Linked DNA regions of Mus musculus: all the other regions are linked to region 1. The links are chromatin contacts, called in public HiCAR-type, HiChIP or PLAC-seq and promoter capture Hi-C maps. All regions are on one chromosome and are shown on one strand. Each heading gives the region's core, a stretch centred on a gene start, on an enhancer-like site or on the middle of the called end of the contact. The rest is flanking DNA. Distances are from core to core; before and after follow the strand shown.

Region 1 (4,892 bases), core at 1,023-3,522:
CGAAGGTCCTGAGCAACCTCCTGGTGGCTCACAACCATCTGTAATGGGATACGATGCCCTCTTCTGGTGTGTCTGAAGACAGCAACAGTGTACTTCCATATAATAAATAAAGTCCTTTAAAAAATTCATTCTTGTGCCAGTCTTCATACCTTTTTATGGGTAATACTTTTCACCATATCAACACACCTGCTTGCCATCTGTTTTCTAATGATATATGTGTCTCATTGTTTTGCCTGCATGTATGTAAGTGTGCCAAGAATGTGCCTGGTCCTGGAGAAGTTAGAAGTAGGCATCAGATCCCTGCCTGGAACTGGAGTCATGACTGTGAGCTAACAAGTTGGTGCTGGGAACTGAACCCTGATCCTCTACTAGAGCAACGAGTGCTCTGAACTTCTAAACCAACTCTTCATCCAATCCCTCATTTTATCAGTTTCTTATACTTGTTTTTAAATGTGCATTGGTGTTTTGCCTGCACATTTGTCTGTGTGAGGGTGTCAGATCTGGAACTAGTTACAGACAGTTGTGAGCTGCCATGTGTGAATTCAGTTGTGAGTTGCCATGTGTGAATTGAACCCGGGTCCTCTGCGTGCACACATGCACACACACATGCACACACACACACACACACACACACACACACTTTATCTATTATCTGACAATGTTCAGGAAGTTTGTGTAAAAACTGTTCCAAGGTACAGTATATGTGTGACTGCAGCATGTGGAGGTATGTGGAGGTCAGAGGATAACTTTCAGAAGTCATTGCAGCCTTTCCCCCTGTTAAAATGGGCTTACACCAGGCCAGGTAGCTCTTGAACTGCTGGACAAATTCTCCTATCTTTACTTCCTTTCTTTCTTATTATAGGAGCCGGAGCTAGATGGAGATTACAGATGGTCAGTCACCGGAGGGAGATCGAACTCATACTGTTAGGCTTACAGTGCAAGAGCGTTGGTCCCAATCTATGTTTACGGTTTTTTTTGTTTTTTGTTTGGTTTGGTTTGGTTTTGGGTTTTTGAGACAGGGTTTCTCTGTATAGCCCTGGCTGTCCTGGAACTCACCCTGTAGACCAGGCTGGCTTCGAACTCAGAAATTCGCCTGCCTCTGCCTTCCGAGTGCTGGAATTAAAGGCGAGCGCCACCACGCCCGGCTTATGTTTTACGTTTTAAATTTTTTGCTATTTATGTGACTTGTGAATGCACTCTTAACCAAGAACGCTGTCCGTGGCCCTCCAGCCTTGGAGCTGGCCGACCGAGTGTGCACATGCAATGCGTTGCCCATCCTGGAGTTCACCGGGCCAACGCTGCTCAGTCGCTGGTCCAAGCCCTCAGGATCCGCTTTGGGAAGGATGTCCCCCACAAGAGACAGCTCAGAGGTGGACTTCAGCCGCCATCCTTGTGCCAAAACACTCAGTAGCGGCCCCGCCCACTCCGCAGCCAGGAGGAAGTCCCACCCCTTGGAACAGCCCACAAGGGAGAGAGGCTTGCCCCTCCAGGGCGAACACTAAGTGGCTGTCCCCGCCCTGCCCTCAGGGAAGGCGAGCCCCACAGTGTACGACGAACTTTGTTACTTCCCTTCTGGGTCTCTGTGAGAGCGGCCGGCCAACGCAGCTTGATAGATAACCTGCCCCCTTCCAACACCCTCCTCCCGGGACTCAGCTGAAGCAGGAGTTATCTCTACCCTTCCGCTTGTCCACGAGGGGGGAAGGGTAGACTTGTGTAATGTTTGACTCTTGATTGGCCCGAATTAGGAAAGGGGTGGGCCTAGGAGGTTATGATCGATGTTAGATGGCACAAATGCCTTAGCAGTAGTAGCCAATGGTGATGACGAGGGGGCGGGAGGCCAGGATGTTGCAGGTCGGTGCCCGGCTACTATGGCTCTGAGGCATCCTGCAGGAAGCAGTAGGGGTTGGGATGGACATGCAAGAGCAACCAATGATTTCGGAAAATCAGTGGGAAGTAGCCAATGGTCACAGCGAGGAGGCGGGGAAAAACGCCAGCCTCAGCAACACTGTGTACGAAATAGCGGGGACGGGACTTCAGTGATAGACAAGCATGTAGACCAACAGAAGTGAGAAAGAGGGTGGCAGCGGGCCAGTAGCAGTGGCGAGTGGGCAGGGCGGGGCGACCGTGGGCTGGGCGGCACCTTGTGTGGGGCGACGTGGGGGCGGGGCGACCGTGACGGCCAGGCTGCCAGGCCAATGGCCCGGAGAGGGCCGGCGGAGGGTGGCCAATGGCGGCGGCGCATCCGGGGGCGGGGCTGCGGGGCTGCGCGGTGCCGTGCGGGAAGCGGCGGGTGGCGGCGGCGGCAGCGGCGGCGGCGGCGGCTAGGAGGCTGAGGTGAAGCTGGCGGCAGCGGGGCGGGTGCACTGGGGGCGGTGGCCAGCGGGCGGGAGCATCAGCGTCCTGACCGCACGGCCGCTCACCAGCCTTCGCCCGCAGGTCTGGCGGCGGTGCCGTGGGCCGCGGTGCGGCGGGCGGGAGGATGGGCACCCAGGGCAGTCCAGTGAAGAGCTACGATTACCTGCTCAAGTTCCTGCTGGTGGGCGACAGCGACGTGGGCAAAGGCGAGATCCTGGAGAGCCTTCAGGACGGCGCAGCTGAATCCCCGTACGCCTACAGCAACGGTAGGCCGGGGTTGGCTGTGGGCGCGCGAGGTGGGAGCGGCCTGTCGCGGGAGCGGGCGGCCTCTGCGCGTGTCGCTGCGGTATCCTCTGGCCCTGCCTTGAGGAGCCGTCGGCAAGCGGGCGCGGGTCCTGGTGGCTACTAAGAAGTCACAGCAGCAGGTCTTTGGAGTCCATTAGGGCCTGGAATGGGCCGCGCGGCAGATACCGCACGACGGGCCCGGTGCTCACCGCACTGCCGCCGGAGGGGTTTGCTCAGAGACACCGCACCCTGTGCAGGGAGAAAATAGGTCTGCTGCGATGTGATTTTTGTTAACTTCCGGGTGCATGGCAAAAAATACACAAGGTAGATTGCATCACTGGCACTTGCCTGAGCTTGCCTCTTAATTTAGATATTTAAGGTAAAATCGTAGCTAACAGTGGGTGGGATTGGATCACAGGGGCTGCTGACTCCGGAGGAATTAATGTGCAGTGGGCCTGTCATCTTATATCACTGGACTAATTCTACCTTCCTGGTCGCTTCCCGAGTCCCTTTTACTCTGCTTTTTTACTTCATTCTCTGGGGTCTTGTTAGCCCTGTCTTACTGCTCTGAGTACTGGCGGTCTGGTAAATAACAGCTGAGTGTGTAGGTAAGACATCTACCACTCTTAGCAGTTAGGACTTGTCAAGGGTGATGACTGCCAGGACATCAGTGGAGGACCCTTCCTTTTGAACAGTAGCGCTGGATCTTCTCTGTAAGTCCTCCCCAAGCACCTCTCAGCTTCAGTTCACAGCAGGCATCTTCAGCGCAGGAAAGGAAGAGTCATGGTTTTACTTTGCAGGGTATGTGAAAAGACCTCTGCACAGCCAGGCAGCCTTGACTGGTATTTAACTGGGCGTCCCAGGGTGACAGCCCTGCTCAGAAAGGCTTTGGGGGGTTACCTTTCCAATGGGGGAGTGTGGGAAGGGCTGGGCTTGGCTTCAGAAATGCTTAGTGTTAACTTGTGCTTTGGAGAGACTGCTTGTCCCTGCTCCACTCTTCCTTTCCCCATCAGCTTCAACCACATATCCACACAGCCTCCTGCTGGATCCTCTTTCCTCCTCTCCTCTGTCAACGGAGTCTTGCCAGATTTCCTATGACGTGCTACCCGAAGTGGGGCCACTAGCACATAAAGAGTACAGAGGTGTGAGACTTACCATGGGCACTGTTCACCCACCCAGTGCTTTCACGATGCACAAGCTGTACGGCCCGTGTGGGTCCAGCAGTGTGAAGCACAGAGGCAAACAGCCTCAACAGCATGGTTCTCATGCTGGGTTGACATGCATACAGCACAGATATCAGGCCTTTGGGTCAGAGCATTGGGCCTCCTCAGAGAAGAGATTAGCAGTGGTAAAGCAGCTGGTTCTGGAGTGTGCGCACAGTGTGTATTTACTGTTTGAAAGAGCTGGACTTCTCGTTCTCTAAGTAGATAAGCGCATGATTCCTTTCTCTCACCATTATTAAACATCCTCTGCATGTCAGCCAAGTGCTGGTGGTGTAGTCCTTTAGTCCCTGTGCTGGGGAGCAGAGGCAGGCAGACCTCTGAGTTGGAGGCCAGTCTGTTCTATAGAGCAAGTTCCATGACAGCCGTGACTACCCAGAGAAACCATGTCTGGAAAACAGAAAGAGAACGTTCATTTTCACTTTTAGGTTTTTTTCAAGGTCCAGGGCTCCTCTGAGCAGGGTAGTCCCCACCTGGGAAGGAGTCTGCTGCTCCATATTGGCCCCTGATCTCCTTCTTGATCCCAGCTGGGTTATTTACCTGTCTCAACGTCTGGTCTAGCTTGTTCCTTGGGTGTGAACATCGCTCTCTCTGACTTTACAAACATGTGAGTCATCAAAACGACTTTTTTTTTTCTTTGATTAGCACTGACACCTGAAACAGTGACAGTACTGTGGCCACATGCCCAGCGTCTGCAGGAGTCCTCTGGTCTGGTGCTTTAAATACTTGTGGTTAGGGTCTCTGTGGAGTTAGAAACATCAGGGCATTGAAGACACAACAGTGATTGTGCCCAGCAGCAGTGATCTCCTCTCTGGATGGAACAGGACATTTTCAGAGAGCTTCATCTGGGCATGCATGGTGGAATTATGCTCCAGAGAAAAGGCGTTGTGGAGTCTCAGCTGTGGGAGAGGACAGGGCGGGGTGTGGCGGGGGTGGGGAACAGCCTTTACACACAAGCATAAAACAAATAAATTTGCCTCTGGTTCTGATATGTGGCATTGGGATGATAGGTCCCTGTTGGCCTCAAGCCAG
Region 2 (4,892 bases), core at 1,540-4,039, 2.0 Mb before region 1:
GGGTTGAGACTCAGTACTGAATAACTGTTTATTAAAGCGGTGGGCTTCCTGGGTCCAAGCTCTCCAAACTCACTCAAACTGAAAGTGCATGAACCTATAAGGAACAGAAGCTAAGAAAACCACTTCTAAATGAACTTCCACTTCTCAAAAGCCTCAAAACAAGGAAGGAAAAGAAAACAGCTAAGAAAGCATTGCTGAACCAACACATTTTATGCACTCTGACAGAGCATTCTAATCCTCCCTCCCTCTTGTAAGCTACAAAGAGTGACCCCTCCCTCCCGAAGCCTTGCAGCCCGGGATTCAAGTGTCTAAAAGATCTCAGAAAGTTGAACGCACCTCAGCTCCCTGAGCAAGCCTTGGTTTCTTTCCGATTAAGTCTCAGGGGGGAAATGAGCAGATGCCACTTGGACGAACCCAGCCAAAGTGACAACGACAAACTGAGCTTCAGGCGCAAGAGGGGCTCAAAGTCTGAACACCTCGTGCGTGATCAATGCAGAAGCAATTTTAAAAACAAACAAAAGCCGGGTTCCGCACAGCCCGGTGGAACGTTCTAAGCTCGTTGGGGAAGGAAGCCGAGAATGTGCTCTAGGGGAGTCGCGAGGCTCTGCACGGCGTGGGAGTCCCTGCAGGATGTGAGAGGGATTCCGCGAATTCGGTCTGCTCTGAAGCGGCTTTTGTGAGAAGCGACAGCTGGCACCTCACGGCGGGCGAGGGTGACGCCGAGCTGTGCCATGCGGCGCGGGCTGCCACCTGGGCACTCCCCCCATTCTCCGCAGCGGCGACGCCAGACACGAGAGCCCGGCCTGCGCCGCGCGCGCCCCAGGAACCGTGACCTCTCGGGGGAGCCCTCGCAGTCCAGGCTGCGAGCCCCGGCGCGCGCACTCACCTCAGCAGACTGGAGAGCGGGTGGCTAGAAGAACCGAGGCCGCCGCCCCCGGAGCCGCCGCCGCTGCCTGAGCCGCCGCCGCCGCCGCCGAAGCCGGAGGAGAGCCGCTTCCCGGACAGCAGCTTCTCCACGGCCGGGAGGTGCCCGGTGCGGGCCGCCTCCAGCAGCTCCTGCTCCTTCCCCATCCCCAGGACCGCCACCCCTCGGACCTCAACCCGGAGCCTTGCAGAGCCTGCTCCGGCTCCGAAACTTTCCGTCTCCGGGCAACGCACCCCTCAAACCGGCCGGGGACGCCACCCCCTCTCCCCCCGCCTCCTCGGCCTCCCCCACTCCCTGGCGGCGCGTCACTTCCGGGATCCGGCGTCACGCGTCACCGCGCCCCCGCGCCCCGCCCCCTTGCCCACCTAGTGGGCGGGGCTCGGCGCCGCCGTGCAGGTGAGCCCGCTTGGCGGAGGGGAGCCTCGGTGTGCGGAGCCGAGCCTGGCGCAGGCGCGGTCTACGCCTAGCGGACCCGCCCATTCGCCAGGTGGCGGAGATCGGAGGCGGCACGCCTGCAGGAGCTTCCCGAACTGCTCGCCTTCCCAAAGGTTTGGGACCTCATGGCACTGGAAATGCGGTCATTGTTCCTGGCACCGTAGAAACAAAAGAAAAGGGGGTAACGCGTACCTCTGTTTTCAACTCCATTCAAAACGCATAGATTCAATACGGGATAGGCGCGGAGATCTAGAACCAGACTTGAAAAATCCCTCCCTCTGGTGCCTCCTGGAGGGAAGACCTGAGAGTTTTACTTCTGCAGTTAGACTGGCATTGTGGCAACTGCCATTTGTCCCAGCAGTCGAGAAGCAGAAGCCGCTGGCTGCATCGCTGTGAGTTTAAGGTCAGCCTGATCTACAAAGCAAGTTACGGGCTAGCCAAGGCTACATAGTGAGACCCTCTCTCCAGAAAAAAAAAGGTGGGGGGGGGGGAGGGAGTACGGGGGTGGCTGGAGAGGTGGTTCCCTGTTAAGAGCACTGGTTGCTCTGCCAGAGAATCTAGGTTTGATTCCCATCACTTGTGGCGCCTCACAGCAGTCTGTAACTCCAGCTCCAGCGGATGTAACACCTTTTGCTGGCCTCCCAGGGTACCACGAACGCATGTGGAGCTCAGACTTACATGCAAAACACCCATACACATGAAAAAAAAATGTAAGAACTCTTAACAGACACTATCCTCGCACTCCATCCTACTAACTCTTCAGAAAAAGTCAGAAGAGACCTTCTTTCTCTTAGTTGTCATGAGAGACATTTTAAAAGTCAGATTTGGGGAACCATTTCCAATTTTTAATATTGGTGGACTAAGGAGGGAAATGTAATTGGGAAAGGATGACTTTTTTTTTTTTTTCTGTTTTTCCCTCACAACACTAGCCTGTTCTGACGCGAGGCAGGTGGCCAATATTTGAAGTGTTAAATGAAACCATTGGATACTTTCTGTTGGCGTTAGAGATGCTTGCGAAACAGAAGGGAAACTTCCCTGGTGGACACAAGCCGGTGGTCTTAGTTCTTTGGGAAATCCGAGGTTAGGTCGCTGCCGGAAGCTGCTCAGTCCACGGCAACAACAAGCAGCGGGACCGAGTTCTCTCCCTGTTCCCCGACTTTGGGCTGAAGGAGTAAAGTTAAAGAAGGGTTAATTGGCATTACATTCCCAGGAAGGAGAAGAAAAAGAAGGAAAAAGAAGTCTCTCGGGAAACGAATTACGCTCTTTCAAAAACGCTTCTGCCCTGAAGCGGAGGATCTAGACTTCTACATTTCTTTCACATTAAAACAAATTCCGTTTATATGAATCCCCTGGGCAACCAACGCGCTTCTGGAAGTGACCCCTCCCAGGATCCGTGGGCGTGACGTCATCGCGGCGCGACGACGAGCCCTCAGCTCCAGCTCCGCTCCACAGCTCCTTCTCCCGGCGGTGCTGCCATCGCCTCTGACCCCCTGCTCTCGCGATGGACAACCTCGGGGAGTCGCCCACAGACAAAGGCGGGGAGCCAGGGGAGTCAGAGGAGACGAGGGCTACTCCTGGGGCTTTGGTGGCAGCCGACACTGAGGGAATCCCGGAGGAAACCGACAGGGATGGAGACGCGGACTTGAAAGAAGCCGCGGCGGAGGAAAGCGAGGTAGGTGGAAGTTGGTGGATAACGCTGCAGGACTACCCGGGTGCGCTCCTGACTGCTTTCTTCCAAAGCCAGGGAACTAGAATTCCCCCACGACTGTTTGTGAGTCTGCAACCTTGAGGGGCAGGAGAGGGAACGGGAAGGTGTAGGTGCTGTTAGAGCCCTATTCAGGCCTGCTTGTACTCCAGCTCCTTTTGGGGGAAGGCTGAGGAGGAAGGTGGAGGAGACAAGAAGATAAAAGACGAGGAGAAAATGGTTAAGGACAAATAAATTTGAAAATCTGAAGCACAAAGGTTAGAAACACGCGTAGATCAATAGTGGAAAGTAAGTTAGAAAGGCTGTCAGATAGATAATGCCTTCTCTCCCCCTCTCCATATTTCTGTATGAGTTTAAATATGAATTCCTTCCTTCCTTTCTCTCTTTCTCTCTCTCCCTCTCTTTCTTTCTTCTCCTCCTCCTCCTTCTTCTTTCTCCTCCTCCTTCTCCTTCTCTTCTTCCCCTTCTTCCTCTTCTTCCTCCTCCTCCTTCGAGACAGGGTAGCCCTGGCTAACCTGGAACTCAGGTTCTATAGACCACACTGGCTTCGAATTCAGAGATCCCCTTGCCTCTGACTTCCAAGTGTTAGTATCAAAGGCATGTGCCACCACTTCCCGACATACCTTTCATTTTAAAGGAACCATTAAATCTCATTAATGAGTTTTGATGTATTACGATTTTATAGTAAGTTGGCTAGGACAGAGTTTGGATCACTCTTGTGAATAAAACGGTTAAGTGTTTATGTGAGGAGAAATGTAAATAGTAAACATCTTGAAGACGTTTTTAGCTTAGGGCAGGCGAAATTGTTCAGCAGGTCAGGGTGCTTGATCCCCAGAACCCACGTTAAGGTAGAAGCGGACTATCTGCACAAAGTTGTCCACTTACAAACCCACACACATGAATGTCCGTAGTAACTGAAAAATTGTGGGTTTTTAAGAATATTTTTTATATGAATGTTTTGCCTGTGTATTTTTGTTTGCCGTGTAATGTGCCTGGCACATTCCCTGTAAAAGTCAGAAGAAGGCATTAGATCCCCTGAAACTAGAGTTGCTAATGACTGCGAGCTGAAATGTGGGTGTTGGTAAATGGAACCTAGATACTCTGCAAGAACAGCCAATGCTCTTAACCTCTGAGCTTTCTGCAGTTTTTAGTTTAAACTCAATATAATGGTACAAGTCTATAATTTCCACAAGCTGAAAATCCAAAATGAGACTTTGTCTTAAATTACAAAAGGAAAAAAAAAAAAGCTTCCGAACTGGGCATGGTGGTGCACAGCTTTAAGCCTAGCATTCTGGAGGCAGAGGCAGGTGGACCTCTTGAGTACAAGGCAGCCTGGACTACTACAGAGAGAGTTCAAGGATAGCCAGGGCTATGTATAGAAACTCTGTCTCAAATTATTTAAAAAAATAAAATAAATAAAATTTGTATTCTAGTATTGGGAAAGATCTCGTGATCCAGTAGAGAAAGGATCAGAAGAACAGAGCTCTGTTCAGTGTGGAGCTCCCAAGACACACATGGAAGGGACTGTACTGACATCTATGGAGTGAGGTCAGAAGGGTGGGCCCGAGGGAGAGTGGCTGTTTGGATCCTTGGCATTTTCCTCGTAATGTGTAAACAGATGCAGGACCTCTGTATGATCATGGCTAGGCTGGGAAATGGATTATTCATTTTCTTTTTTGTTTTTTGTTTGTTTGTTTGGTTGGTTGGTTTTTCAAGATAGGGTTTCTCTGTGTAGTCCTGGCTGTCCTGAAACTCACTTTGTAGACCAGGCTGGCCTCGAACTCAGAAATCCACCTGCCTCTACCTCCCAAGTGCTGGGATTAAAGG
Region 3 (4,892 bases), core at 719-3,218, 1.3 Mb after region 1:
TCCTGCTGCCCAGCATGGTGGTACAAGTCTAAGAGGACGCCCAGGCTTAGCCAGGGGCACAGAGTGTCAAACCACATCCCAGCCAGGGCAAGCTAACAGCTCATGTCAAAAGCCCCTGCCACAGAGCTCTTAGAGGTGTGAGGCTCAGGAAGACTGAGGGAGGGCAGACACTGGCTACAGCTGACATATGTATGTATGTTCACTCACTTCCTGAGTGAGACCCAGAGCCCAGGCCAGGACGACGTACATAAGGACCTACAAAATGTCTCCCTTCCTAGAAGGAAGCTACAGGTATGTGTGCTCAAAACCCGTGTCAGACCTTCCCATCAGCGTGTGCACGACTGGCCAGCAAAGCCCCAGCAAGACCCTGAGTAGGACACCAGCCAAAAGCTTCCAGAGATGTTTCTAAACCCCAGATCTCATCCAGTAGGGTAAGGCTCCTTCCACCACACTATGTCTGGGGTCTTCTAGTCCCTCTTCCCCAGTATGACATAGATGCTTAGGGAATGTTCCAGATTCCAGCTGAGTCTTTTGACATAAATATCAAGAAAGAAAAGCTGGGTGTGCTGGGTATGGTGGAGAATGACCTAGCCCTCAGGAGGTAGAGGCAGGTGGATCTGTGTGACTTCAAGGCCAGTCTGGTCTAGAGAATGAGTTCCAGGACTGCCAGAGCTACAGGCCCTGTCTCAAATACGGGATATGGTGGTGCACTGCCTTTAATCTCAGAAATCAGGAGGCAGATACTGGTTCTACATAACAAGTTCCAGGCCAGCCAGGACTACATAGTGAGACCCTATCTCAACGAGAAAGAAAAAGGTCAGAAAGAAAAGAAAAAAAAAAAAAAAAACTCAAAATTTTGGCATCATTTCTATCTCTGCATCACTTCTAAGAACAGGAAAGGGTGATTCCCTGGCAGAAGCCACTAGCCAAAACCTTCCACGAACCAACCAAGGTAATTTCACAATTCTGGAAGCAAACAGATCTCTACGGGCAGCAAACCAAGGGAGGTTCAGCTGGATACTCCCCATCAAAGGCTGGCATTGCTGGAGTCCTCTGACCCCCTTCGGGATTTCCAAGTCTAGACAGCCAGAAACATCCTCTTCCCACCACTCTGGAAGGAAGCCTCAAAGCTAGAACTAGTAACGAGGAGGAAAACTTCCTAAAATTGTGGACCACCAAGCACCTAGGAATCAGGTCCTGGTATCACCTCCACTCTACAAATGGAAACGCTGTCTCAGGAGCTAAGGATCACCGGTGGGGCCCAGAAGCCCAACTAGTCTGGAAATGTCCAGTTTAACCCTTTTTTTCCAGAGCAGTCAGCTTCCAGAATAGACAGTGTCTGGAGGTTCCCCCTGGCTGTCTGCTCCTCCTCAGTGACGATCCCGAAAAAATTAAGATTCACAGACAGGAGGGCTCTCGACCTGACCTTGCCCTTCCCGCAGCCAGGTCATAGGGAAAAGTCCCCAGGCTTAGAGTTCCCACAGACATCGCTCCTCCTTCCCCAGCCCGGCCGCCTCTGGCTTCTCCCAGCCCCAGGAGGCCCGGTGATCGCATGGCGCCCCGACCGACCACCCGGCCTCCGGAGGGAGCGGGTGAGGCCAGGCCGCGGCCGGACACCGAGCAGGCAAAGCCATCAGGAGTCCGCCCTCCCCGCGCCCCGTCGCGCGCCCCGCTGGCGCACCTGGCGCAGCTCCTCGCGGCACACGGCGCAGTAGCGCTGCTCGCACAGCACCCGCATCTTGGTAGAGCACCGGTAGCACACCGGGTGATCGCAGCGGCCCAGCGCCGTAGCCTCCAGGTCACCGCAGCACAGCACGCAGCTCCCGCCGCCCCGCTCCGGCGCTGCCACCGCCTCCAGAGCCGCGCGCCGCCCCTCGGCGCCCGCCGCCGCCGCCATGGCCGGGCTCCGGCCCCCTCCTGGCCGGCGCGGCACAGCGCGGCCTGGCTCCCGGCGGACCCGCCCCTTCCGTCGACGTCACTGCCCTCAGGCAACCGCCCGCCTGGCGGAAGTGCGCACTGCGACTTCCGCCCGGGCCTGGTGTTGTACAGAGCTGCCATTCGCTCATGACTGCTGCTCAAGCCTTTCCAGTCATTTAAATGCGGAGTCTCTCCGCCTTCGCCGACGCAAGCTCTGGAAACGCCGGAGGAGCTACAGGGTTTCCAGCATCATTTCCGATAAAACACGAACTGTGGTTTGTTTTTCGAGACAGGGTTTCTCTGTGTAGCCCTGGCTGTCCTGGAACTCACTCTGTACACCAGGCTGGCCTCGAACTCAGAAATTCGCCTGCCTCTGCCTCCCAAGTGCTGGGATTAAAGGCATGCGCCACTATGCCCGGCTCGATCAGTCTTAAGCTAAGTATCACACAAACATTACTTGGACGTAGTATGTAGTATGTTTGTATCTTAAATGCAAATTTCACTGGATGTCCTGGGAACATAGCTTAGTGGCAGAGACTTGCCTACCGTGCCTAGGTTCCATTCCCAGCACAAAATACATACATAAGTAATTCAGCTAGTAATGACTGAATCCGACAAATTTTTAGGAACCTTTCTATAGCCCTGCACCTCTCTTGTGTTTGGAACATAAGCCTCTGACATCAGGACATCCAGACATTCTCACCCAATCCCACTAGAGAAGGGACCTCGTGTTTTCTTGGTTGTAAGACAGACACATCCAGCCAGACATAGTATGTAGGAAAGGGAAGCACCCAGAGGTGCTTGAGTGGATAGTAGTGAACCGGAGGCTTCAAGTCTGCAGCTGTTGGGCGGTCTCCGGATTTCTGATGAAGCGAGATGGGTCCAAATCTGAACCCTTTCTAGAAAGAGTCAGTATATTGTGTGTGTGACCCCAGAGTGCCTATGGCTAGCTAGAATCAGAAATGACTTAAACCCCTAATCCTGGTACCTAGACTTACATGCTTCTGAACTAGGTTGCCCCACTGAAGCCTATAACCTCATTTGTAAAACTGGGGTCGCCATACCAACTATGTAAAGCAGACCGGGCTACATTTGCCATCTTCGGACAGATAGGGGGATTTACCTTTCTTAGGCAACTGGGCAGGGCTAAGTATTGTTAAAATGACAGGGTGTGGTCACATACCTTTCATCCTAGCACTCACAGGCATAGACTTTGTAAGTTTTGAAGTCAGCCTGGTCAACATAGTTTCAGGCCAGCCATGGCTACGTAGAAGTGAGACACTGTCTCAAAAAAAAAAAAATCTGTTAAAATGGAGGACTGGAGAGATGGCTCAACAATTAAGAGCACTAGCTTTTCTTGCAGAAGTCCTAGGTTCAATTCCCAGCACCACATGAAGGCTCACAACCAGTTCCAGGAGGTTTAATATCTTCTGGTCTCTGAGGGCACCAGGCACACACGTGGTACACAGGCAGGAAAGCAAAACACGTCCATAGAAAATAAAAATAAATTTTAAAAAATGAAAACATTTCTGTTAAGATGACAATTGAATGTTAATGATAAGCTCGTTAGATGCTGATGGCAAGTACTTTATTGTCCCAGTTTGTGCAAATAAGTACAGGCTGAGGGATGGTGAATGTGGCTTCCTAATTGACAGCTTTTGGCCTCACCCTTTGCTGCCCTGGCTTTTTTTTTAGTCAGCCAGCCAGCCAGACTACCCATCTGCCACCATTCTGAACACTCCTTAGACACCTGAGAAAACAACGCAGTGAACAGAGTTGATTATCCCTCTCCTAAAGGCACAGCCTCAATCAGAGAGCTGTTTGAAACAGTTCACACCAGACTTTTTTTTTCTTTTTTTTCCGAGACAGGGTTTCTCTGTGTAGCTCTGGCTGTCCTGGAACTCACTCTGTAGACCAGGCTGGCCTCAAACTCAGAAATCCCCTTGCCTCTGCTTCCCAAGTGCTGGGATGGATTAAAGGTGTGAGCCACCACTGCCCGGCTACACCAGACATTTTTAAACCTACACACCTGGAACTCTAGATGACCCTGTAGTCATCTCAGGCTAGAAAGGAGGACTATTTCCCATGATTGGCCAGCAGAGGGCCTACTGTGACTGAGGAGACAAGGCTGTGATTGGCATAAACATTCTCTAGCCAGGTAAGCAGACTGGCTGTTCCAGCTCAGGCCGTGAGTCACGCGAAAGCTCTCCTCTCCTACCTCTTGTGTTGCCGGTTTAGATTTAGTAAAAGGCATCTCTACAGGGGTTTTTCTTGCCTGTTTTTTTTTTTTTTTGGGGGGGGGGGTTCGAGACAGGTTTTCTCTGTATAGCCCTGGCTGTCCTGGAGTTCACTTTGTAGACCAGGCTGGCCTCGAACTCAGAAATCCGCCTGCCTCTGCCTCTGCCTCCCGAGTGCTGGGATTAAAGGCGTGCGCCACCACGCCCAGCTCTTCTTGCCTGTTTTTAATAGAGCTGACTGAATTGGTAGCATGAGAAAGAGCAGATGAGTAGCTGTGGTACTGTGACAGCACAGCTGCCCAGCACATTGGGAAATGCACAGTCATGCAGTCCATGGTTTGACAGGTCAGAGGGGAACTGCATGCAAACATTTTGCTTCACAGATTCATAAAGAGCCTGTAGGATAAAAGACAAATGGATGCAGACAGTGGTGACAGGCACATCTCTTCTGAGTCGGAGGCCAGCCTGATCTACAGAGAGAATTCCAGGACAACCAGGGCTACACAGAGAAACCCTGTGTCTCAAAAAACAAAACGAAACAAAACCAGAAAGACAAATGACCCAGGCTTGATCTACACGAGCTCTTGGACACCCAGGGCCATGTAGAGAGATCTGGGTAAAAACAAAATGTACCAAAAAAAAAAAAAACAAACAAACAGACAGACAAACAAACAAAAAAACACAACAACACAACCGTAAAAGAGACTGAAAGAGCCAAAGGAAGCACGAAGGACTCCC
Region 4 (4,892 bases), core at 881-3,380, 1.1 Mb after region 1:
TATCCTTTCACTACATCCTTCAGGAAAGCAGAGACCACGTAAGTCAGCCTCTCCCAGGTACAGAATTGTTATTTTGGGGTTTTTTGGGGGGGTACTTTTTAGGTTTGGGGCTTGATTGATTGATTTTTTTAGGTTTGTTTATTTATTTTTATGTATATAAGTACACTGTAGCTGTCTTCAGACACACCAGAAGAGTGCCCTTTATCCCATTACTGATGGTTGTGAGCCACCTTGTGGTTGCTGGGAATCGAACTCAGGACCTCTGGAAGAGCAGTCAGTGCTCTCAGCCGCTGAGCCATCTCTCCAGCCTGATTGGTTGATTTTTTTTTAATAGATCTTGCTCTGTATCCCTTTCTAGACCAAAATCACTGTGTAGTCCAGGCTGGCTTTCAAGTCAGGACTCCTTCTGTCTCCATCTCTTTCTTTCTTTTCTTTTTCTTTTTCTTTTTTTCTTTTTTTTTTTTTTTTTTTTTTTTTTTGGCAGGGGAAGGGACAGAACCCCAGGGGCTCCTACTCGCAACTCGAAAGATCTACACCTCACCCTAGACTTGAGAGCTTGGTATTTCTTCTTAAGAGTTCATACAGGCTGTGTTACCTGCCTGTGGTGTGACTCAGGCCTAAAGATGGCAGGACAAGGCACCAGAGCATGGCCGCTCACTCTCCAGTCATGGCGTCTGCACTAATGGACTTAAATCCTCTAAGCTTTCAGCCCTTCTCAGGCCTCCAGCCCAAGGAGAGAACAGTATTTTCTCAGCTATGGCCAGCATAATGGAAAACACACAGTGCAAGCTCCTGAAAAGAAGAAACTGCTGCTTGGGACTCAAGCATGAGGGGCAGAGAACTTATCACCGAAGGATTGTCTTGGAGTGGGCCAAGGAGGCAGCAAATGACCAAGGGACTCCACTGTACTTTTGTCTGAATTTGTGGTGCTGGGGCTTTAAGCATTCTAGGGAAGTGCTCTGTCACAACCCTGCTCCCCATTTCTCCTTTTTTGGCACAACAGCTGGGCACTTTCCAGACCCCTTCTCATGTTCAGCAAAATAAGCATTTCTATAAGATCAGGTTTCTGTAATATTTGAATTCCCCTAAGCCCTAGCACTATCCACGCCGATGGACAGCGGAGGGTGAGAAACAGGTGAATACGAGCCCTTTTATGTACTTCCTGGTAAAACACAACAAACCTGCATGGATAAAGATCATGTTATTACCAGTGCTCAACCCACTCTAGTCGGAAGAGAGCCTGACTGCTCTGAAGAAGATGCGATCACTCCTATGGAAGGAATTCATCGCTCCCAGCTCCTTAGTTTGCAACTAGGGACATTCTGTTTGAATTGAGGTCAAATCCACAGACACGTTTTATATTGCTCAAACGTCAAAAAACGTTTCAGAGTTGCCTCTTCTCACCAGGAGGGCTTCTGCGGCACCAAAAGCTGAGCGGCTGCTCAGTAGTTATTGTACCTAGCTCTTAAATCGCCTAGCTCTTAAACAGCCTTCAGCAGCGACACTAAGGGGTATCCCTTAAATGGAGACCCATACTTCTGTTCTCAACGAGCGGACTTCTTAATAAAGATGGTTCATAGACTTTCAATCACGATTGTTCCAAAGTTCCCGGCTAGCTGAATTCAGGCTGGCCAGCTCCGGGGCTTTGGCAACCCACTGTCGCCACATCAGACGTTAAGAGGAAAAGCCGACTTAAAAACTAAAGTCGCAACCCCAAAACTGGAGTCGGACTCTGGCCAGGAGGGAGCAGGTGCCAGCCCTCTGCCTCGATCCCGGGCCACGAACCCCTCCAGCGCCAGATGCCTATTCCAAGGCCCTCAACACGCCCGGCCCCGCTTCTCGCCCGCCCGGCGGCGCTCAGCACCTGCGCCTGGAAACAGCAAGGGCTCGCCCAACCGACGTCCGGCCTCCAGCACCCGGCCGCGCCGCGTCAGTACCTAGACACACTTACCCAGACCACGGCGCGCGCAGGTGGCTCCCAGCGCTGACAGGCTCCGGAGACACAGCGACCCGCGACCCAGCACCATGACCCACGGGGTGCACAGCCGGGTCGCGGAGTCCGCAACACCAGCGTCGTGGGCATCAACACTGGCGTTGGCGACTGCAACCAATCAGTGTCGTCCTCCTACTGCTCCCAACCAACCAACTCCTGCTCTTTACCAAAATGCCACGCCCTCAATCCATCAGTGACCGCCCATAGAGTTCACAGCCAACCAGTGCCTGTCTCGCACCGCCGCGCCGCCCCTAGCCAATCAGTAGTAGCTCCTGCCCCCCCCCCCCAAAATGTTCCCTAGCTGCCCTAGCAGCCTTGGCCTGTAGACTCGGTCTGCAAGTGGGTGTTGGAGGAGGCTGAGCGTGAGCCTCCTCGTCTCTCTGGGGCAGTCGCCTGCACGCAGAGACCTTTCGCTGACCTCAGCGTCCCGCTGCTGCGCAAGGAAGGGCGGGGCCGCTCCGACCTGGACAGCGTCCGAAGCCAGTCCTCTGGAGGCCGCCGTAGTCCGGGGGAGTCGGTGGTCACATGACCCAAAGCTGTACTATGGCTTCCACCAAACCGCTGTCTCGTTTCTGGGAGTGGGGCAAGAATATCGTCTGCGTGGGGAGGAACTATGCAGATCACGTCAAAGAGATGCGCAGCACCGTGCTGAGTGAGCCTGTGCTTTTCCTGAAGCCGTCCACCGCGTACGCTCCCGAGGGCTCACCGGTGTTAATGCCCGCTTACTGCCGCAACCTCCACCACGAGGTGGAGTTGGGAGTGCTTCTGGGCAAGCGTGGTGAAGCGATCCCGGAGGCTGCAGCCATGGACTACGTGGCCGGCTATGCCCTGTGCCTGGACATGACTGCCAGAGATGTGCAGGAGGAGTGCAAGAAGAAGGGGCTGCCGTGGACCCTGGCTAAGAGCTTTACGTCCTCCTGCCCGGTCAGTGCCTTCGTGCCCAAGGAGAAGATTCCTGACCCTCATGCCCTAAGACTGTGGCTCAAGGTCAACGGAGAGCTCAGGCAGGAGGGCAAAACATCATCTATGATCTTTTCCATCCCCTACATCATCAGCTATGTTTCTAAGATAATAACCTTGGAAGAAGGAGATCTTATCTTGACCGGGACTCCAAAGGGAGTTGGGCCAATTAAAGAAAACGATGAGATCGAGGCCGGCATAGATGGGGTGGTTAGTATGAGGTTCAAGGTGAAAAGATCAGAATACTGAGAGTAGAGTGCCAAAGGGGAAGGGAGACAGAAGCAAGGGAAATAAATGACACTAATAATGAAAATCTAAAAATTATGCTAGACATGTCAAAAAAGATGAATCCTTAAAAAATAACGTGATCTAAAAGACCTGGGACTGAAATAGAAACAGGAACAACGAAGCTAAAGGATATAGAATGCTTCCCAAGAGGGCAATGTTAAACTAAACTTTGAGAAGTTGTAGTTTTCTTTTCTAAAACTGAACTGAATAGACTTTTCAATAAATCATTCTGAAGTCTATACCTCCAGACTTAAAAGTGCAAAGGAAGTAACTCATTAATGCTGTTGGCCTTTAGGAAAGCTGTTTGTACAGAGCACTCCAGTTGATTTTTACTTGGGAAAGTCCTCCACCTCAAAGCCAGATAAGAATTTTGTTAAGTGAGCTCTTGCTGCAGCCCTGCCTTGTTTACTTTGGGTGTGGCTTCTGAGTTTGGAAGATAATTTTGAAATTGTTTTCCAAATAAAGACCATTTCTGTGTGACTGAAAAGAGCACTTTCTTTTCCCAGGGTGGGGAGCACTTCTTCCTCTGGGACTTAGGACCTTGGCCTTTGGTTTCCTGAGCACTGTGCCTCTTTAACTTATTAACCACATAAACCAATACTTCCACCTCAAAGACACAGGCCCTAGGGAACTGACAAGCCTGGAGATGCTGTGTGTGTTCATGCTTGCACCCCTCCCTGATAAAATGCCTGTCAGGATGCACAGCACAGTTGTCAGGGCCTAGTGGAGTCTTGTAGAATTAGATAGTGGCTTTTGCTGAGAGGGTACATAGGAGCCTGCTGGTCCCTTTAAGAAGGCATGTTACATCTTGTTAGTAGTTTATCATTACTGTAAGGCAATATGCCAACCATAGTTCATTCCATATTTCTGTGTATTCTGGGTTTCTTGTTTGTTTTTTTTGTTTGTTTTGCAAAGCTATACCACTGGCATTATTATTATTTCTGATGACAATGCAGACTTAGAAGATAGAACTGAAGTAGAGCCAAGTTGTAATGAAATTGTCACAAACTCAGAACCTGAAGTTTTAACTACAGCATAGGTAGTGTCATATAAGTAGATATATAAGAAAATTTAAGCATTTAGGTATTCTGTGAGCCCCATGCTTAATTATTTATTATGAGGTCCCATAGTGCTATTTGATAAATATGAAATATGATTTTTAAGAGTCTCACTATTGTAGCTCAGGTTGACCTTGAACTTCATAAACCACCTGACCTAAGTTTTCCATTTTTTTATCTTCTAGTAGTTTATTGAATTACTTAGCAATCAATGTTTATTATAGATGAGTGAGGAATATTAGGTGGGAAAGGAACAAAACACCTTATGGTTCATCTACTCAGAGACAGTCGAAGTTAAACATTTGATATAAATTCTTCCAAGTCTATATAAATATTGTTTTAAAATAATTTGCTTCCACATCCTTTTTTTAAGACAGGGTCTCACTATGTAGCTCAGGCTTGCCTGTAACTCATGATCCTCTCCCTATTTGCCTGACTGCTGCTGAAAGAATAGCTAAATACTACATCATACCATTTTCCTACCTGATGCTTATCCTAGCTATTGTGACTTCCACATCAGTCAGCGCCTCTGCAATATGATTTTCATTGATCATGAGTGAGTCCAGGTTAGCCCTCTGATTTTAGACATTAGG
Region 5 (4,892 bases), core at 1,101-3,600, 1.0 Mb after region 1:
ACCTGCCACATGACAGACAACAGGCATGCGTGTGTCACTGTGATGACTGAGGCTGTTTCAGGTGCATCATTAGGAACTGGAGGTGTAGCTGAAAATTTGGGCTGACTCAAGCTCAAAAGCCCCCAAGAAGGGCCTGGGGCACTGCTGACCTAGTAAGTAAATCAAGTTTTCCTTATAATCTGGTGATCCAATGGGCTTCTAGAAGGGAGCCTAACTGTAACCCTAACCCGGCTTCAGAGAGCTGTAACATCAGAGTAGAGGCAGTACAGGGCAGAGCCAGAACACCAGTCTGGTACCAGCAAGTCAGTAGCCACCTACTCCCAGGAGCCAAGTCAGGCACACTGGGCTGGGTATCTACCTTGTGCTCAGAGACTCCAACAAAGGAAGTCTTAGGACATTTGAACTTCAAGAACTATAAATATTATAAAGAAAAATCATGCACTGATGACCCTAAGGGTATCACATGGTAGAGAACTGACTCCAGCGACTCCTGACCTCTACACGTGTGCCCACACACAATAAACTGTCTCACGTCCAAGGCCTGCCTGTGTTACAGTGTGAGACCATTTCTGAAAATAAAACCAGCAGGGATAGTGACACATGCCTTTGATCCCAGCACTTGGGCAGTTCTCTTGAGTTCAAAGCCAGCCAGGTATATACAGAGAAACCCTGTCTCAAAAACCCAAAAAAGATCACAGATCCTATCATATACAACACACATGAAATACAGCATTTGTGTGACAAAAACATCCAGGGTGATCCAAATGGCTCAGCATATGTATGTGTGCTACTGCACGTCACGGACAACCTAAGCTTGCTCCCCAGATACCAAATAAAGGTGTAAGATAGAACACACATACAAGGCTCCTGACCCATTCACTGTGGCACACAATAATAAAATTGGCAGGCCTGGTGAACAAGCATTGTACAGTAACCAGCACTATCCAGAACTTTCGATCCCTGTCTCTTGTCTTGAGGCCTGACATACCTCAGGCTTTACCAGACCAAAAAGCACCACATACCAGGACACAGCTCAGCTGCCTGGCTCAGTGTCTTTTTCACCCAACATAGACACTGGTTATCCCCACCTTGCCACTTCGACCTACCTGCCCATCAGAGTCATAGCCCCAGTTAGAGCTGCCTGCCAGAGCCACAGCCCGGGCATCTGTATCTCGGCGGGCTGCGCTCAGGACGAAATGCCATGCCCTGCTACTCCGTGTACGCCGGGCCATAGTGGAGAGAACCTGGAAAAAAATAACTGTAACTTTAAAGACATGTAATGTATCAATGTCCAAACAAGGCCCAAATCTACACCCCACAACTCTGCCCCCTGCCACTTCTACCTGGCAGCCTAAGCCATGGATCCACCAAAGGCTGGGGACTCCAAGCCCTCAACACTGAGCTCTGAGCTCCAGAAACTCCCACAAGCTCGTACCTGGCTCGAGTATCTGAGCACCTCAATCAAGCCCAGGGCGATGGTGTGAAACACAACCCAGACACCCATGACTTTGGATGTGTCCCAGCCCATCTCTGCATTCTGTTCAGGAGCTGTTGCCCCTCAGGCATTTGACACTTAACTTGCTCCTCCTCCGCGGTCCACTTTGGCAAATGGCATCCACAGCATCCAGTTCCTCATGCCAGAAACACCGCTGTCATCCACTCCTGACACCCCTCCTTGCCATTGGAGACCCCCACCGCTTCCTGCACCACACAACTCCCTCTCACCCATCCGGCTCTGCACACTACAAACTCAGTCTTTGATACAACCTTAAACTCACTGGCTTGACATCGTTCTTGGGACAAAATGAAAGGCTTTGAGAGGTCCGGATCTCCTCTCCCGAGTGGACTGTCTTTGTCTAATAGTCGACTCTGTCCTAGCTGCCTCCTGTCCCCCTGTAGACCCACTGTACTACCCTACCTCGCCCCGGCCATCCACAAAGAAGCCGGGCGGGGCCGCGCACAGCACTCCACAGCAGTTGGGTTGGCTGAGCGCCGTATAAGAACACACAGTAGGAACCCAATGAATGAACCAGAGATGTCCCTGGACGTAGCCACGCTCGGCCTCCGCGGGGCTGAAGGTTGCTTCCCTCGCCAAAGGCTCGCGGATCTCGCCACAGCGATGCCGTCCCTGACGCCTGACTCCGAGGCCCCCGCCCAGACTCCCGAGCGCCACCGCCAGGGAACAACGGGTGGCCGGCTTGACCGCCTGCAAGGTCAACCCGCCGGCCGCCGGGCCTGACCGGGCTGGGCCGGCGCGGCTCACCTGCGGCCAAAAAGCTCCCCCGGCGCTGACCCACTTTCCGTTCCGGCCGCGACGCAAACAATCCCCGCCCCCGCCCTGCATTGGCCCGGCAGCCGAAGGCGGGCTCTATGGCAGCTTCGCGCGGGGGCGGGTCTCGCGAGACAGGACTGCTGTCAAGAGGCTTGCACAAACTGTCAATCCTGAACCAAAGTTTCTATTGGCCCTCGCTAGAGCGGTCAAAAAAAAAAAAAACTTTCGCATGACCATTGGACAAATATAAGGAAGTGTGTCCGTGCCCGTGGCGTCATCATCAGTTGCCAGGATCGGGACCTCCTTGGGTGATCTGATTGGCTGGACGGTGAATGACTAACCTCTCAAAATGAGTAAGGGGCGGGCTCTTGTCACCATTGGTTCAAAGGCTGCGAAAGTTTGGAGAGGAAGCGGAAGAGAGCCGCGAAAAGCAACTAGTAGCGGAATGGAGGCTGCTGCCGGTGAGCGTGCAGGTCGGTCAAACGCGAGGGGTTGGGAAAGTCTGAAGGCGAACCGCGTGCAGGCCCACGCCAAAGCATCCCATGTCCCCTTGTTTACTGAGCTAGCCGAGTGTCGCGATGCACACATCGGCGGTTATATCTGCTCTAAGACCTCAGCCTCACGCCTTTCCGAGAATTGGGGGCCCTGCTTCCCTAGAACTGGAAGTCTCTAGTGTGGAGTCTGCGTTTGTGCGCGGGTGTCGCTTAGCTGTGATCATCTACTCTGTTAGTTTCCTCTGTGTCTGTTAAAATTAGCTGGCAGTTTGAAGTGAGCGTTCACGTGTGCACGTGCCTTCAGTTGCTCCACTTCAGACAGAAGTGAGGCTGAGACAGGTCTGGGGCTTCTAGAAGACCTACCCGCGTGCCTTTGTCTTTGTCGCTCTCTCAGACACCCCAACTCCTGTTTCTCACCAGAACCCGGGAACCTGGCCGGGGTGCGACACATCATCCTTGTTCTTTCTGGAAAGGGTGGCGTTGGGAAAAGCACCATCTCCACGGAGTTGGCCCTGGCTCTGCGCCACCAGGGCAAGAAGGTGAGGCCTGGACCAGGGTTGACACCTGTTTCATTGTTGTCCCTAGCTCCCAACAGGCTTGGCAGACTTCTTTCCACCCCTCAGCATCCTCCTCCTTGCAGGTGGGAATCCTAGATGTGGACCTGTGCGGTCCCAGCATACCACACATGCTCCGTGCACAAGGCAAGGCCGTGCACCAGTGTGACAATGGCTGGGTGCCTGTCTTTGTGGATCAGGAGCAGAGCATCTCCCTTATGTCTGTGGGGTTCCTGCTGGAAAACCCTGATGAGGCCGTGGTGTGGAGAGGTCCCAAGAAACATGGTAAGAACTTAGTGAGAAGCAGTGCTTCCTCCCTTCCTCCAACTCCTCAGTGCCTCTTTACTGAGGCCGCTTTCCCCCATCTCGTGCCTACTGCCATTGGATAAAGCCAGAAGCTGGCCCTGGCCTGTATTGGAGTCTCTTTCCCATTGGAACGCTTCTACTGCGCATAGATGTCCACCCTTCAGGGTATATATACCTCTGGGTTTCTCCCAGCCTCTGGATGGAGAATATGACATGAGACCAAGATCAAGGGAGAAGCTGTGCTCTGCATTTGTTGTGAAGCCATCAGGCACTCCTTAGATAGGAAGGGATCTCCCTTCTGAGAACCCTCCCTACGGGCCCTCACTCAAGCCAAGGGTCTAAGGCCGCACAGTGTGCAGTGGATCCCAGTGCTGAGCTTTAAGCGGGTAACATTGAACCATCCTAGCTGCCATGAGAGACTGCCTGGGAAGAATAACACACTTAGATTTAATGGCTAGCTGTCCTGGATGTGCTGTCAAGGTGCTCGAGCCAGGGCATTTTCTCTGGGCTTGAGGGCACAGATGCCCTTAGAGTCTAGGTTGCATCCTCACCTGGGGCCTCAATGGGAGTTGGCTACACCCCGCCACGTGGAGTGTGCAGACAGTTGAGTGCTAGCAGGTGGTAAGGCTGCTGGAAAGCAAGGCGAGCTTGTGGGACCCCAGAAGCTCTGCCATGTTATCTCGAAGATCAGCGGGCCCTGGCTGCCGTGTGTGGCACATGTCCCCAGGGTTCCCTGGGAGCTGCCCAGAAGCAACTGATGGAGATCCTGGGCTGGACAAGATGGGCCTTTCCTTTCCTAACCCTTTCTCAGGGATTACTGCTGGGCTTTGGGGTCTTTGCAGCACTGATAAAGCAGTTTGTGTCTGACGTGGCCTGGGGGCAGCTGGATTATCTGGTTGTGGACACACCTCCAGGGACCTCTGATGAGCACATGGCCACTATGGAAGCCCTGCGCCCCTACAGGCCCCTTGGGGCTCTTGTAGTCACCACACCACAGGTACTACTGGCAACTCTTCCAACCCTACCTGGGCATGGGTGTCTGTGTCTGTCTGTGTATCTGTCTATCCACCCTGGTTGAGCTTGGAATGGACTGTAGTGGGCCATGTTCTCTGCTTGATTCTTGCCTCATCTGTGGCTGACTGGCCCCTCCTCTGATCCACAGGCGGTGTCTATTGGGGATGTGAGGCGGGAGCTGACCTTCTGTAAGAAGACTGGGCTGCAGGTGATAGGGGTCATAGAGAACATGAGCGGCTTCACCTGCCCACA
Region 6 (4,892 bases), core at 647-3,146, 1.0 Mb before region 1:
GAGGCCTAGTACATCTCAACGCATGGTGTATCCAGGGGAAAAATCTGTTAATACATATAACCAAAACACAACAGAGGAGCTGCTCTAGGCTGCAGCTGGGCAAGCAGGATAGACCTCAAGGGACACTGTTCTACTGGGAACAGGAAAGGGACACAGGGAATCTTAGCTTAGGTACAACACACACACACACACACACACACACACACACACACACACAGAGAGATTCTATAGTTAAGAATACTAATGACCCTAGGAAGCAATGGAACATGGCAGAGGACAGGGAAATGGGAAATTTTTACTGGAATGAGAAGTTCCACAAGGGTCCAAGATGGGGGAATTCCTTAGAGCCCTGTTCCAACGATCAAAACCTGTGTTTTGGTAACCCCCCCCCCCAATCTCTATCACCCCAGGAAGCAGAGGGGACAAGAAGAGAGGAATCACCAGGTTGGGGAATAAGAGGAAATAAGCACAGACCATGTGACAAGATGGGAAGTGGGATAGGAAACAGAGGGTGAGCTGAGGGACAAGTAACAGCGTGAACCTAAGAGAAAAGGAAGATGGTAAAGATGGTGGTTGCTTGCCTAGGGCAAGGGAATGGACCAGAAGGTTTCAGCCAACATGGGGCAGAGGGAGTGAGAGAGACCTGTCAGGGGATCTGAGACACGGGGCCCAGGAGCAGCAGTGGTGTATTAAGGTAGTTATTAGAAGAGAGGGAGGGAAAGAGAAGAGATATGAGATAGGGACCAATACAGGGGAAGAACAGAAGGGGGACTCATATAAGAAACGGACACCATATGGGGGGAAAGATATAAGTGATGGACAGCAGAGGCAGGGAGGGGGACTGGAAAGAAGAGGTGGGGTGGGGGAAGGGGTCAAAGCGATTAAGAAAGCAAATGAGACTCAGGGATTGCATCTCACTTCTCCAGAGTCCTAATGAGGGCCAGTTACCCTCAGGATTTTTATCTGGCCCTTGTCCCCACCCCTCAATCTTACTTGCATCCCCCCCCCCAAACCAAAAAAAAAAAAACCACTTGATCCTCCCCCTTCTCTGGTGTCCCCTCCCCCAATCCTTTTTCTCTCTCCTCTCTTCCCTCCATCTGGACCCCCCACACCCCCCCACTGCCACCTTCTTTCTCCATCTGGCCCCTTCCCTCCCTCCATCCTCCTCTCTTTTCCTAAGTCCTACCACCCTGAGCCCCTCACCAAATTCCCTTCCCACCTTCTTGGTCTCTCATGCCGCCTGTGTTTTCATTTCCCCCCTACCCTCTCCCAAGACCATGCCTCTACTTCCTTGGTAATTTCTTCCTCACTCTGCTCCCAAATCCAAACCATTTCTGCAGCCTTTCCCCAAACTCAGTCCTCCCTTCTCATCCCTTTCTGACGCGCTTTCCCCTCCATCATCTTCCCCTCAGCCCCCTTGAAAAGGCCCGTGTCCCAGCCCCTCTATCCTACCCCTATGCCTCTAATCCCTCCTTTCCCACTGTTCCCACCTCTGCCTTCCCGACCCTCCCCTCTCCCTCCATTTCAGCCGCTCCTTCCCCTCGGTGGCCCCGGCCCTCCCCCGCCCGCTGCCCCTCCCCCTCTTGCCCCCCCATTTGGCCCTCCCCTCCCCTTACCACCACCGTACCTCTGAAGGGGGCATAGGACATCGCGGGGATGCTCCCCCGATGGATGGAGGCTCGAGACCTGCTCATCAGGCCTGAGGGGGAGGGGGCGGGGGGACGGGGGGAGAAAAAGAAGAGAGAAAGAGGGGGAGAGAAAGGGGGAGAAGGAGGAGGTGGAGGAGGAGGAGGAGGAGGAGAGAGGAGGAGAGAGGAGCGGAGAGGAGCAGAGAGGAGGAGAGAGGAGGAGGAGGAGGAGAATAAGAGCCAACGGCAGCAGCGGCAGCAGAGAGAGGGGGGGCGGGGGAAGCGAGCTAGAGAAGAGAGAGCAGGAGGAGGAGGGAGAGACTGCAGCCCCCACCCCTACCCAGGGAGACCCGGAAAAGGAGAGAACGAGGGACCCCTGACTCATACACACCAGGGAAGTCCCGTAGAAGCTGACCCAAGACCCTCAGACAGACCCCAGACCCAGAGAAAGATACTCACCACCTCACCCCCCCCCCACCTCCATACTCAACAAATTGGGTCTCACAGATCCAAATCTAGAAGGAAAGAGACCTCTGAGCTCAGACCCCACCCCCTAAATTAAAGAAAGGAGTCAGGGACCAGAATATGAGACTCTAGTGTCAGCAAGGTTCTCCAGACCCATGTTAATCTTATTCGAACCCTGGACTTGTAGTTTGGGAGACCCAAAACAGAGACCTAGACCCAAAGAAAAAGATGAAGCCAATATTAGAAAGTGCCCCAGGCCAGAATTAAATTTTAGAATCTAGCTAGAGGTAAGAAACCCCACATTCGTATCTCAAAGAAACTGCAAACTTGGGGATGAAGGAGGAGACATTCGGCTGACCCAAAGATGAAGATGACCACATAGAGATCTAAAATACATTACATCTGAAAGATGTGAGTTAGTGACCGATTGCGAGGTTCAATTTCCTGAAACAACTCCCCAGGTAACCCAGACCCTAGGAAGGGCCCAAATATTGGACCCCCACCCCCACAGGACCCAAATATTGGACCCCCAACCCCTCACCTACACACACAAGGATCTCTGAGAACCCCCCCCCCAACTCAAGAAAATGCAGAAGCCTAACAGGAGCCACCCATGCCAAGGACCCCAGACCTTGGAGGGAGGGCTAATATTTGGGCGGCAGGGCCCTTTTTCCTGCTGTCTCCACCCTCTTCTCTGTCCTCTCACTGGTCCCCTCTCCATTTTTGGGTCACTGGATGTGTTTAGGCTCCAGGGAGGTTATGTAGGGCAGGTCCTGGTTCCTTGGGGGAATGGATGAAGGTAAGGAGACCCAAGACCGAGAGGTGGGCCAGTCCTGGGGAGAAGAGTCAGCAAGGGGGAAAGAACAGGGTCACACTCTGAACTCTAACTTGCAACTCTCATTTCTCCTCTCCACTCATTTGTCAGCCTCTGTCCGAAGCTTTGGGCTCTGGGTATCTTCCATCACCCACTAGCCCATTTACAGGTGTCACCCAGTGCTTTGAAAAGGTGTCTTTCCTCTCCCAGCCACGGCAGTGCCAGGTCTGAGCCTGCCTGATCACTGCCCCCTACCCAGGGACAGCTGGCTTCTCAGCTCGGTGCTAACGCAAGGGCGGTGGCGGGGGGTGGGGGGAACTGTCCCCACCCAAGGCTGCCTGTCAGCGCGGGGAGGGAGGGGGGCTGTTACTAGGCACACTCCGGAGCTCAGGACAACTCCCCGGCCCCAGCCTGACGCAGCGACAGCGCGGGTCGCCAGGTCTCACGTCACGTGGACCGCGAGGCCGGCCAGCAATTGGCCTCCGCTCGCTGCTCCTGAGGCGGCGCCGCCTGAAAGGACAGGCCTCATCACGTGACGGCGGGTCGCCGCAGCGGCGTTCCCCTGCCAGCAACCGGTTGAGGATTCACGGAAATGGGCGGGCCGCTGGGGCGCACGACCTCAGATAAAGCTGCCGATTGGTCGGAGGGCTCGACGCCACGCCCACTTAAGAGGGCGGGGCTACCGGGCCACTTGAGGGCCGGGATTGGCCAGGTCTGGAGACTCCGGGAAGGCAGGGCTGCTCCTGTCACGTGGTGCACACTGTTTTCGCGTCACGTGGCTACTGCAGGTAAGAGGCGGCCGCTCCGCCGGGGCTCGGGGTCCTTCGTCCGTGCAATGAGCGGCCATTGATTTCTTCTTTTCTCTACCAGCGCGGGCTGCATGAACTGGGGGCGGGCGCCCGGCGTCTTGCTCGGCGGAGGGGTGAGTCTGGCCCCGCCTTTTCCGGTCTCGAAGTCTCACCCAGCTTCTGCAGCGGAACAGAGGAGCTGTCCCAAGTTTCTTTTAAGTTTCAGGGACATTTTTTTTTTTCTTCCTGGTGCAGAAAAGGCAGCGCAGAGGCTTGGTGTCTGCCCCAGAAGGCAGCCCAGGTGCAATTTCCTGGGGCAGTTGTGGGGACACTGAATCCGCCCTCCCCCCTGCTCCAGGCCACTCTGCTCCTGTCGTTTCTTTGGATGCCAGCGCTACTGCCGGTGGCTTCCCGCCTTCTGTTGCTACCCCGAGCTCTGCTGTCAATGGCTTCTGGAAGCCCTCCGTCCCAGCCCCCTCCGGCCTCGGGCTCCGGCTACGTTCCAGGATCAGTCTCTGCAGCCTTTGTCACTTGTCCCAACGAAAAAGTCGCCAAGGAGATCGCCAGGTGGGGACCTCGGCCAGATGACCTAGAGAGAGCGTTGGGGTTAGGGGAAGGGTGCTGTTTCCGGGTCGTGCACACTCTGATCTCGCTTCACCCTCAGGGCAGTGGTAGAGAAGCGTCTGGCAGCCTGCGTCAACCTCATCCCGCAGATCACATCCATGTGAGTTGTCAGTTAGAAACGGAAATCTACCCGGAGGGGCTGAGAGCTTTTTCTGGGAGAAATCTTCCTTTCCCAAGACTTTGTTCCCTTCTTTCTCTGACCTCTTCAGCTATGAATGGAAAGGAAAGATCGAGGAAGATAGTGAGGTGCTGATGGTGAGAAAATTCCCCCCCTGCCTGGCTCCTTTGACAACTCTGGCCCTCTCCTGACACCAGTTCTCTACCCCGTTGGTTGAACTATGTCTGTCTTTGCCCTTTAGATGATTAAAACCCAAAGCTCCCTGGTCCCTGCTCTGACAGAGTTTGTTCGGTAAGAACTTTGAGATTTTCTTTTGGTGGTGGTGGTGGGGCTGGGGGATGAACCAGGCAGGGCCTTGAGTATTTCAGGCAAACACTCTGCCACTGAGTGAGAAGAAACCCCGCTCCCCGCCTCCCCTCCCCCAAGCGCTGAGGTGGACACTGTGTGGTGGAACT

What was found. Promoter capture Hi-C pulls out the DNA fragments that hold promoters and counts their contacts. HiCAR-type assays count read pairs that join an accessible place to other places. HiChIP or PLAC-seq counts read pairs in DNA pulled down with a chosen protein or histone mark.
Region 2: a HiCAR-type map of astrocytes shows a contact between it and region 1, with 3 times the contacts expected there. The contact joins the promoter of Taf11 here to the promoter of Rab40c in region 1. A contact is called at or near these places in 1 of 39 promoter capture datasets (pre-B cells) and 2 of 115 datasets of contacts at active chromatin or transcription factors (astrocytes and thymic regulatory T cells).
Region 3: a promoter capture Hi-C map of pre-B cells shows a contact between it and region 1, with 2.1 times the contacts expected there. The contact joins the promoter of Zfp598 here to the promoter of Rab40c in region 1. A contact is called at or near these places in 1 of 39 promoter capture datasets (pre-B cells) and 1 of 9 other capture datasets (adipose tissue).
Region 4: a FOXA1 HiChIP or PLAC-seq map of pancreatic cancer cells shows a contact between it and region 1. The contact joins the promoter of Hagh here to the promoter of Rab40c in region 1. A contact is called at or near these places in 2 of 39 promoter capture datasets (erythroid cells and hematopoietic stem and progenitor cells) and 2 of 115 datasets of contacts at active chromatin or transcription factors (embryonic stem cells and pancreatic cancer cells).
Region 5: an H3K27ac HiChIP or PLAC-seq map of double positive thymocytes shows a contact between it and region 1, with 3 times the contacts expected there. The contact joins the promoter of Spsb3 here to the promoter of Rab40c in region 1. A contact is called at or near these places in 1 of 39 promoter capture datasets (embryonic stem cells), 1 of 484 Hi-C or Micro-C datasets (CD4 T cells), 4 of 115 datasets of contacts at active chromatin or transcription factors (double positive thymocytes, large pre-B cells, microglia and 1 more) and 1 of 9 other capture datasets (liver).
Region 6: a HiCAR-type map of astrocytes shows a contact between it and region 1, with 4 times the contacts expected there. The contact joins the promoter of Syngap1 here to the promoter of Rab40c in region 1. A contact is called at or near these places in 3 of 39 promoter capture datasets (the C10 cell line, hematopoietic stem and progenitor cells and hippocampal neurons), 4 of 115 datasets of contacts at active chromatin or transcription factors (astrocytes, extraembryonic endoderm stem cells, microglia and 1 more) and 2 of 9 other capture datasets (adipose tissue and liver).

The regions. Positions count from the first base shown.
Region 1 is chr17:25,917,094-25,921,985 of GRCm38.p6, reverse strand. Rab40c (Rab40C, member RAS oncogene family) reads left to right here and starts at 2,272. Exons shown (of 7, transcript NM_139154.2): 1 at 2,272-2,334; 2 at 2,437-2,621. The coding sequence starts at 2,480.
Region 2 is chr17:27,905,641-27,910,532 of GRCm38.p6, reverse strand. Taf11 (TATA-box binding protein associated factor 11) reads left to right here and starts at 2,789. Exons shown (of 5, transcript NM_001379368.1): 1 at 2,789-3,032. The coding sequence starts at 2,862. Anks1 (ankyrin repeat and SAM domain containing 1) reads right to left here and starts at 1,227. Exons shown (of 25, transcript NM_181413.4): 1 at 887-1,227. The coding sequence starts at 1,071.
Region 3 is chr17:24,666,763-24,671,654 of GRCm38.p6, reverse strand. Zfp598 (zinc finger protein 598) reads right to left here and starts at 1,968. Exons shown (of 12, transcript NM_183149.2): 1 at 1,682-1,968. The coding sequence starts at 1,897.
Region 4 is chr17:24,847,728-24,852,619 of GRCm38.p6, reverse strand. It overlaps Hagh (hydroxyacyl glutathione hydrolase), which reads right to left and starts at 2,130. Exons shown (of 9, transcript NM_024284.2): 1 at 1,952-2,130. The coding sequence starts at 2,027. Fahd1 (fumarylacetoacetate hydrolase domain containing 1) reads left to right here and starts at 2,318. Exons shown (of 1, transcript NM_023480.3): 1 at 2,318-3,724. The coding sequence starts at 2,519. The coding sequence ends at 3,202.
Region 5 is chr17:24,884,132-24,889,023 of GRCm38.p6, reverse strand. It overlaps Spsb3 (splA/ryanodine receptor domain and SOCS box containing 3), which reads right to left and starts at 2,350. Exons shown (of 7, transcript NM_001163751.1): 1 at 2,264-2,350; 2 at 1,107-1,244. The coding sequence starts at 2,344. Nubp2 (nucleotide binding protein 2) reads left to right here and starts at 2,674. Exons shown (of 7, transcript NM_011956.3): 1 at 2,674-2,745; 2 at 3,187-3,305; 3 at 3,407-3,605; 4 at 4,469-4,623; 5 at 4,789-4,892. The coding sequence starts at 2,718.
Region 6 is chr17:26,938,254-26,943,145 of GRCm38.p6, reverse strand. It overlaps Syngap1 (synaptic Ras GTPase activating protein 1 homolog (rat)), which reads right to left and starts at 1,896. Exons shown (of 19, transcript NM_001281491.2): 1 at 1,628-1,896. The coding sequence starts at 1,694. Cuta (cutA divalent cation tolerance homolog) reads left to right here and starts at 3,608. Exons shown (of 7, transcript NM_026307.3): 1 at 3,608-3,695; 2 at 3,778-3,829; 3 at 4,054-4,262; 4 at 4,360-4,419; 5 at 4,529-4,574; 6 at 4,679-4,728. The coding sequence starts at 3,788.